Linked DNA regions of Bos taurus: region 1 is linked to region 2. A link is a contact called in public Hi-C data. All regions are on one chromosome and are shown on one strand. The core of a region is the stretch at or near the end of the contact, and the rest is flanking DNA. Distances in the headings are between cores, read along the strand shown. Region 1 overlaps ZBTB16 (zinc finger and BTB domain containing 16). Region 2 overlaps ZBTB16 (zinc finger and BTB domain containing 16).

Region 1 (5,117 bases), core at 1,427-3,926, 48 kb before region 2:
CATTATCCTTCCACTGTACCGCCCCCACCCCCGCCAAACGCTACCCTTGGATCAGTCTAACTCCTTGCCTCCTCCACTCCTAGAGCTGCCTACACATGCTGCCTCCCCTTCCTTCCCATGTGCCCAACCCACCATGATGTCAGCCCTGCTTCCATCATTCCACGGAGACCAAGACTGTTCGCCTCTGATAACCAATGACCCCATGTCACTAAATCCAACAGATGTTTCTAGTCCCTCTTAGGGGGCTTAATGGCAGCATAAGACTGATGACTACTTTTTCCCTTTAGAAACCTCTTTCATGACACCACACTCTCCTGGTCTCCATCCCGTTTCTTCCAGCAACTCTGTTTTAATCTCCATGGTGGGTTGGGACTATCCTGGACAGCACAGTTATGTTGGAGTTCCTTTGGATTCTGTTCCAGGCTCTCCTCTCTTGTTTTGTAAACTCATCAGCTTCAAGAATCATTTATATGCTGATGACACCAATAGATACATGGCCAGCAAATCTCCCTCCTTCCCGAATTCCAGACATAACAATGAATCCAAATGCCTCTTATGGGTCCCCACTGGATGTCACACAGGCCTCAGTGCTGTGACACTAAAACTGTTCATCATCTTAACAGCAATAACAAAGTTCTTCTCCTTCACCCCCATTTCAATAAAGGGCTTCCACTGTCACCCACTGGGCCCCAAGTAAGAAAAGGGGCCATCATCTTTGATTCTTTTCTCTCTCATCTTCGACAACAGATCAGTTATCAAATTTCTTCAGCCTCCTAAGTACCGTGAACTTTTCCCACTTCTTATCCGTCCTCGCTGTAAATACACTGGTTCCAGCTACCACAATTTCTTGCCTGGATTACGGCAATACTTTCCTTACTAATCTCCTTGCCTTCAGTGTATAAACCCCTCCAGTCTATTCACAACTGTGTAGTCCAAGTCATTTTTCTACAACATAATTTGATGTCACTCTCCGAGGACCTTTTAACGGCTCCCCATCACCCTCAGGAAAAACACATAGTTACTTAAGGCTTTTAGGGGTCTTTCACAGTTAATGTCCATCATCTCACCACACTCAGGCCTCAGCCCTACTCCCCACTCCCATTTTTCCGTTCATACACCAGCCTAACTTGACTCCAACTCTGAGCATTGTTGACCTCAGTCTGGCATTCTTCCCTTTCTCCCCCAGTAACCTATCTTCTTTACTTAATAACTTCTCATCCTGCAGAAGACACCACCTCCAAGAAGCCTCCCCAACTCCCCATCCATGTGGAGGCCTCCATGTGTGCTCTTATAACATCTTATGCCTCCACTGTAACAATATTTATCCTGTACGTGACTTGCTTATTTACCTATCTTGCCTCCCTGTAAGACATGAGCCCCATGAGGACAGGCATTCTATTTACTCACCACTGCATTCCCAGAGCCTAATACACTATTAGGTATATGATGGGTGTTGATAAATATTTACTGAATGGATAAATAAACGATACACACAGTTTTAACCATTAATATCTCTGTGGGTTTGGTCCACGGTCCTTGGCAAGTTACGATTTCTAAAGTCCACGCCATTAATATTTGATTCTTACTGACTTCAAGTAAAACATGCCTCGTTACCCTCTTCAGCCATTCCACCACCAGCCCAGATTCCCTGTGAGTTGCAGGCTTCTGGGCCTGTCTGTTTCTATGATTAGTTTTCCTGACTGTAGAATAATCTTTAGCAAGACGTCTGCAGTCTTTTTGTTCTGGTGTTCTGGAAACAGTGTATTCTGATTTAGTGATCATCTGAAAGCTGATAAATTGAGATTAAAAAAAAAAAAAAAAAAAACTACCAAAAAGTGTATTGTAAAGGGATCCCTTAAAAGCTTGAATATTTGTTACAATATACTTAATAGTATGAATGACAAGTGTGAAGTCGTATCCATATGCTCCAGAATCTGGGCATGGGCTCTCCTGGGCTTGGCTTCACCTCCCAACCTGGAAGCCCTCCTGTGCAGAACTACCCAGGGGGTACATGTGGCACCCAGTGCAGAACCCACCCAGATGTCTCTTCAAGATGGAAAATCATCTGCACCAAAGGAGGATCCAGCTCTTTGAACGAAAGGACTGTAGAACGGAGTTACCAGATATTACTTTCTGGCCAAAGCTGTGAGCTGGCAGCCAACAAGTCACTAACAGTTTGGAACCTGATGTTAAAGCTGGCAACTCCTCCTGGCCCCTGGCAGGACGTGGACCCAAGGCTATACGTGCACCTGGTGTCCACTTGCTACCTCTTCCTCCTCTAAGATCAGAGCAGGCCCTCAGCTCTCCCCGCAGGACTTGCTCTGAGCTGCCCAGAGGACACAGTCCTCTACACTCAGGCAGTGCGCGTCCCCAAATCACACTCTGGGCGGGCTGCTTTCATCCTTCTTCAGAGGGTGATGATGTATACTGTCCTATCCTGAGACTCCATCTCTACAGCAGATGGAAAACGTCTACAACAGAGCTGCTAATGGAAATGCCCAAAGCTGCGTCACTATCACACACATAAGCTGTGACCTCCAATACTATCCTGCTCGGAAACTCAAGATTGATTTTTCAAGAGTTCAACAGGCTTTTGCAGATCTGAGTCCAGGGCTGCTCTCTGACCTGGTCAAAGACCCAGTTCCTGTGGCTCTACGGTTGACCTGCCAGCGGTGAGTGTAGTACCTGGTGTTCTTGTAAGCAAATGTGACAACACAGGGAGCCCCTGGGAGATACCAGGTCCCAGGCCAAGGGGCCTTGGCATTGCCCACATCCATTCAGGTCCCTTTGTTTGTCCAGCTTGTCCACAACTATTTCCCTATCCCCCACTTCTCAAAACCCTTGGAAATGAGAAAGCAGTGTTTACTCATTCATCTTTCCTAACTCTTTTTGGGGGGGGTGAGAAGGTGGGAAGCTTATGATTTTTTAGACTAGTGCTAGGGGCCTTTGAGAATTGGCAAATACTGAGGACGCTTTCTGTTTATTTGCATTACAGTAACTGTTCATTTGGTGGATCTTCACAAAGGTCTTTGAAAGAAGTGAGGAATTGTCAAAATGTTCCCATCTGAATTCAAAGAGAAGTACCGTGCAGCTTTTTGAAGCCTCTGGGATCAGCGGCAAAGATCAACAAGAAAGACCTTATCCTTCCAAAGGACTTCAAGACAGGTTCCCCACCACCACTCACGCAAGATGTCTGGTTCCAGGAGGGTTTTCCACGCAGGCAACGCCAGTAACAAGCCCCAGTGGACGTTGTGTGGTCACACCCACTCCTTTTCACGGCCTGAGCCTTCTCTTTGGACAGACCTGTTTCTTACTCCTCCCTGGCTCCTCCATTCTCCAAATGCTCCCCAGGTCACCCATCCTATTCCCTTCTCCCTGGTCTTCCCTTCCTCCCCCTCACATCAGCTGTTTTTTGGAAACAACGGCCTATTGAGATAAGACTAGTTCGTTAGTAATACCAGTACAGAGAAAGCTTACACCACCTCTTGATGTGAGGGGTCTGGACAACAGAGCAGTGGGGAGGGGGCCGTGCGGACTGTACAAGGCCTCAGACAAGGACAGCACAGACACAGCCCTCAAATCTTTCAGCTCTGACAACCTGGGCAGCTCATGAGCTTTGGGTTTTCTGAAACATTGAGGGCAGTGCACAAGCAGGACAGGCTGAGAGGAGGTTGGGGGACGCACGTGGACTCCCTGTGACATTTTCTATTTTTTATTTTTATTTATTTATTTTTTAAATATAAATTTATTTATTTTTTAATATAAATTTATATAATTTAATTGGAGGCTAATTACTTTATAATATCACATTGTTTTGCCATACATTGAGATGAATCCACCACGGGTGTATACGTGTTCCCCATCCTGAACCCCCCTCCCACCTCCCTCCCCATCCCATCCATCTGGGTCATCCCAGTGCACCAGCCCCGAGCACCCTGTATCATGCATCGAACCTGGACTGGCAATCTGTTTCATATATGATAATATGCACGTTTCAATGCAATTCTCCCAAATCGTCCCACCCTCACCCTCTCCCACAGAGTCCAAAAGACTGCTCTATACATCTGTGTCTCTTTGGCTGTCTCCTGCGACATTTTCTAACTCAGCTGCACTGATGGCTAAGCTGTCTTTTCCTCTTTCCACTGTGATTTTTTTTTATGATGTGCTTAACTTCAGACAAAGCAACTTCCATCTCTGACAGAATCTGGCTTGATTCCCCCAAACTAGTTCATTCTCCAAAAGGCGAAGATCCCGAAGAGTTGGTTTACTCAGGGCTGGGTGGGCGGTCGTGTACCATTTGCACAGGAGACTGCCTCTGAACATGAGACCAGAATGCTCATATTAATTAACATCTTCATAGAAAGAAACCTCTCCAGGGAATATCTGTTTGATTATTCTTATTTACTCAGTGATTTTGCCACGTGGTTCTTCCCTCCCCTAAATCCTAAGGAGCCTAAACAGATTCTGTGAAAGGAAAGGAATCTGTGTAGCCTGTGGATGGAGACTCTAGGGCCAGAGATCAGGGCAGGTTGACTTTTCTGCTGCCTGGGGGCCTACAGGCTGGAAAAGCTGCCACCAAGCATCAGGATGCTTACGTATATTCTGCGTCCGTGTATGCCTGCAAATCGTCAACACGGGAAACTGTGGAGACATCTACCTAGAGAAAGCTTATGACAGGAAACCCTGCATCACCCCAAACCTTCTAAAGTGACAGCTCTGGTGGGTGTCCTGCCCATCTCATTCAGTGCTCATGACTGTCCCTAGACGGGAACCGTGTGAGGAATGCCAGGATCAGTGTTGGGCCACCAAACTCAGGTACCAATTCCTAGGTAGCGCAGAGTGTAAACAGTCTGCCTGCAGTGTGGGAGACCCGGGTTCGATTCCTAGGTCAGGAAGATTCCCTGAAGAAGAAAATGGCTATCCACTCCAGTATTCCTGCCTGGAAAATTCCATAGTCAGACCAGCCTAGTGGTCTACAATCCACAGGGGTCACAAAGAGTTGGACACAACTGAGCGACTAATACTTTCACTTTCAATTATTAGTTTAATAAATGAATTGGTGGCTACCATGAAGCAACAGAGGAAAATAAGAATGCTGCTAACAAGACTTCCCTGGT
Region 2 (4,715 bases), core at 315-2,814:
CAAGCAAGCCCTCCCTCCAGCCCACTCGGCAGCCTCTGATCAGCCCAGGTGGACCCTCCACAGGCTGGCAGAGATCTGCTGAGCACACCCACTCCTAGTCCAGACGCTGACTTTAGCTGAGAAAAATGGGGCTATGTTAGCCCCTCAGTTGTGGCCGACTCTTTGGGGCCCCACAGATTGTAGCCTGCCAGGCTCCTCTGTCCATGGGATTCTCCAGGCAAGAATTCTGGAGTGGGTTGCCATTTCCTTCTCCAGGGGATCTTCCCGACCCAGGGATCCAACAGAAGGTGGCGGGGGGGGGGGGGGGGGGGGTGTTGCGGGTGGGAGGAGCCACCTGACCATTCTGAATTCTCCCCTTCCTCCCTGATGCCTCCAGAAAGTGAAACAAGGGCCAGAGGAAGGAGGAGGGCTCACAGCAGGTTAAGACTGGGTGAAAAGAAAGGAGGCAGTTGCCACAGCCCACATGGAGGCGGCCTCTGTGTGTGTGTGGGAGCCGCTTCACTCTGGGCTAAGGATCACCCCGACTCACAGGAATCAAAGGCGAGACATGCCAGAAAAGCACTTTCAAAACCATAAAGCTTTCTATCAATGCCCAGCATTCCAACAACAGAGCTGCAATCCAGTAGAAGCATGTCAGGCAGGCTGCCCACAGCCACCCTCCTCTCCTGCCACCCCCTCAGGCCGCTCCTCCTTGGCAAAGCACAGGGCCTTCTTGCCCAGAAATGGGGTTGGGGGTCCCGAGTACCTAAGGGAGGGGACGAGAAGGCACTGCACACAATCAGATGTGGCCTGGAGCCTCTCTGAAGCCAGTAAGGCACAAGCCAATGATAAAAGGAAAAAATTTCAAAATCCCTTGTCTCCCAAAACTCTCCCACCCCCGTGCTAACAAGAAGGGGCGGGGAGGGGGCAGGGAGGAACCAGTGAAAAAACACCTAACGTTTGCCAGCATCTAATGTTGAGTACTGTGTCCTTTTTCTTTTAATTCCTTGAGATTTTAAAATAAACATCTTGACTGTTCTGATGAGATATGCATGCCTGCTTACATAAGGAAGTACAGAGTGTACCAAAACAGCAGACCCAAAAAAAGCATAAGCTGTCAGAACAATGAGTACAGACTCCGGGCATTTTACAACGGGCCATGGTGTACAGTTTTATTTACAGTACCTCTTATCTGACAGAGAACAGTACACTGGCTGCCAATTCCAAAGGCCAGCACTGCATGTTCTTTCACTCAAGGAGATGTGTACTCCCTAAGAGGAGCTGGAAAGCCTGCGCTCGCTCTCTCTCTAGCTCAGTCGTGCACTCTTTCACCTTTATCAACAAAACAAAAACTGATACAGAACCAGCATCTCTGTAAGAGACACAGATTTAGGGGAGAGGAAACAGGGAAGGCAGGTGGGCAGATGTGGGCTGCCCGGAAAACAACCAGCCCTATCGATTGGCTCAGGATATGGTTCAAGGGTAGTTCTCCGTGACAACCAAGTAGGAGAAAGGTCCTCCGGGCCTGGCCCAGCTTGCAAGATGGGGGTGGCAGGGTGAACTAATAACCCTGGGCCTCAATCAAAGGTAGGACTCAGAAAGTCACCAGGACAGACTCCCTGGCCAGGCGACAGAGATCACGGAATGACCGGGGATTCTGGGCGGCAGACTCTCCTGATCTCTAGACGTCAATTTCCCATCAATGCACTGCCAAGTGCCAAACACAGTGTCCCTCATCCCTATCACTCAGTTCTCAGCCCGGAGAGGCTTAGAAAAGCTCCTCTGTTACCACTTTTAACACCAGCAGATAACCCACTAGGCTTAGAAACACAGTCCATGGCCCATAGAAACACATATACTAAATACACAGCTGCAGAGCAGGGAGAACCCTTGCTCTGGAATCAAAACACACACAGGTTCAAGTCCTGGGTTCTACCATTTCTAACTACCACCCCCAAGTAAGCTAATTATCTTCTCTGGACCTGTTTCTTCACCTGTAAAACTGGGCACAGAGTATCTACTTCACAGGGCTGACTGGTGACTCATTTAAATACTATATGTAAAGTCTTTACCACCATGCCCGGCATCCAGTAACTGCTCAATAAAAGCTGGTTGTCAAATTGACTTCCTCGTCATTACCACTGCTTGCTCCTCTTCCCCCGGGGTCAGTGTCTGAGACCCACACAGACATCAAATGAATGTAATACACATCTCATAACATTTAAAACATTCTCACCACCCCAGACCAAAGAACAAGAGAAACAAAGGAGGAGAGACTCCCTCTCTGGTCCAGTCTCTAGGAGACTTTCTCTGGGGAGTGGAAGATAAAGGCAGATGACACCGATGATTACGCACTCCTAATGAGCCCCCATAGAAACCAACAATGCACATTTCCGGCCACGCCCCCACGTCCCAGGACGAAGGGCTCTCTGCACCAGACCCTGGTCCCTACACACTGTGGGCACAACGCCAGCCACAGCACTGTCAGCCTCCTACTGAGATGAGTGCATACCTATTTAAGGTGAATTACTTTGAGTAAAATACAAGTGGGATGATAAATCTGTTGCAGTAAAAACAACATACAAACGTCTCTGAAATCTTAAGGCGCTGATATGGGGGTCACCTTCCCACTGCCTCTAACCCCTTTCTTTCCTGGGCAACTTCCATGTCTGGCTAATCAAGGTATAGTGGGAACTGGTGCAAAGGCACCAACACCTCTCTTACCATGGAAACTCCAGCCTTTGTTGTGAGCAGACTTCCTTCCAGATAATGCCGTGCCAACTCGGAGATGTCCCTGAGGTACAGCCCTACAGTGGCCACTGGCCAGACAGGGCTCTGGGGTTCTGCCATTCACTGGCGGTATGGGCCTGGCAACAACTTTGTGGCCTTACTTCCCTCCTTAAAATGGGGTTATCTATCCTCATAAGATAGCATGAACAAGAACCTGTATGAAGTACCAGGCACACAGTAAGTACCTGGATAGTTATTATGATTACAGAATAATTTCACTGCATCAAGTTGATGAGCTCCGGGAGACCAGCCTTTGGACAGAGTCTTCAGGAACTTCAGTCTGTAATACTCTAGCCCCATAGTTCCCACCTATGATGAGCAAGCGGCTCAGAAAGGAGAGACACTGTATTCTCTGGGGCCCTTGAATGCACGGTCTTCAGCTGTTTTGGATAAGAGAAGGGGCACCCTTGGATGAGGCAGGTGAACTGGCCCTGTCTGAGCTGTATAGTCGTGGGTGAATCACTTCATCCTTCTATCTGTAAATGACTAGTTTTAAGTGGAGACCCGAGGGAGAAGAAAAGATGAACGGGAGTCTCTGGGGAAGCTGGAAAAACAGGGCAAAGGAGGCTTAAAGTGGCTGTGAATGAAGTGAAGTTGCTCAGTCGTGTCCAACTCTTTGAGACCCTGTGGACTGTAGCCCGCCAGGCTCCTCCGTCCATGGGATTCTCCAGGCAAGAATACTGGAGTGGGTTGCCATTTCCTTCTCCATAAAGCGGCTGTAAAGGGGCCCAAATGCTTACAACCCTTGGCAATGGGACAGTGGTGCTGGATCAAGTTGGGGCTGGGTTCCCTGGTTCCAGCAGGGGATTCCTTCCCCAGGGGCAGACTTTGCTCCATCCGGCAGGCAAAGTGGGGCAGACAGTCCAGACACTGAGAGAATCATTAACCAGACAGAGCTGGGCTGAGCCAGTGAGGCTGAGGCGGAGGCTGACCTGAGTTCCAGGGAACACCCAAGCTTTCAGGTATCCATGGCTTCATCCTGCTTAACAGAGGTGGCACTGTGCTCTTGGTATTTGTAAAGGACGAGGTAAAAAGGCCACAAAAACTCTAGCGGCGGGGGGACTTCTGCCATGATTTCACTGGACATCCCCTCAACCAACCCCTGGTCACCAGCAAGGATCTTCCTCCCTGGTTCCCACTCGGGGATTCTCAGATGAGAAGTTCCTAAAGGACAGAGGGCTCTCTGCTGGCGTCCAGCAGCCTTGAAGCCCTGTTTGTGATCTGAGCCTCCAGCCTCCTGCTCTCAGCCTCAACCCCTCTGCTCCTTCTACTGCAGTTCCCCATCAGGGGTCTGCACCCAAAATCCGGCATGGCGTGGGCCCACCCCCCACCCGCCTCCCAGGGGAAGAGCATGGTACTACCTGGACAACGCGTGCTAAGTCAGTTCAGTCACATCCAGCTCTGTGGCCCCTCGGACTGTAGCCCGCCAGCTGTCCATGGGACTCTCCAGGCAAGAATACTAGAGTGGGCTGTCATTTCCTTCTCCAGGGGATCTTCCCACCCCAGGGATCAAACCTGCATCTCCTGTGTCTCCTGCATCGGCAGGCAGGTTCTCTACCACTAGTGCCAGCTGAACAATAGAGAAAAGCTAAACCAGGCTACTCCAGGGGAGACAGCCAGAGTCAAAACCCCACCCACCCATCCACAACATCACAAGCTGATGGCTGCCAGCACCCCAGCCCCCCAACATCCCCTGATACCCCCTCCAATTAAACTGTCCCTTGAGGTACTTTCAGAGAAGAGGGAGGGCAGACTCGCTCATTCCTGACTGCACTCTGGCCCTCCCTGTCTCCTGGCAGGATCCTTCCTCCCTCCCTTCTCAATGACTGCAAAGTACGCCAAGGTCTCTTACAACCTGGGAAGCTCTTTGAGATCCCTACAGAGGGAATGCCCTCATCCCCACATCCTCTCGGATGCTCTCTCCCTACAACCAGCATCTCTCCAAC

The links. A called contact is a pair of places that touch in the nucleus more often than the background predicts.
Region 1: a Hi-C map of liver shows a contact between it and region 2, with 4 times the contacts expected there. The contact joins two enhancer-like sites. A contact is called at or near these places in 2 of 11 Hi-C or Micro-C datasets (liver and skeletal muscle).

Annotation. Positions count from the first base shown.
Region 1 is chr15:24,750,585-24,755,701 of ARS-UCD2.0, reverse strand. All of the region lies in intron 4 of ZBTB16 (zinc finger and BTB domain containing 16), which reads right to left. Among named protein-coding and RNA genes, the nearest start is that of NNMT, 55 kb to the left of the region's middle. Within about 2 kb of position 2,676, at least 2 of the 102 cell types and tissues checked have an H3K27ac peak or open chromatin away from gene starts, as enhancers often do. A contact at or near this core is called in liver, where this site is marked.
Region 2 is chr15:24,701,465-24,706,179 of ARS-UCD2.0, reverse strand. All of the region lies in intron 3 of ZBTB16 (zinc finger and BTB domain containing 16), which reads right to left. Among named protein-coding and RNA genes, the nearest start is that of NNMT, 100 kb to the left of the region's middle. Within about 2 kb of position 1,564, at least 44 of the 102 cell types and tissues checked have an H3K27ac peak or open chromatin away from gene starts, as enhancers often do. A contact at or near this core is called in liver, where this site is marked.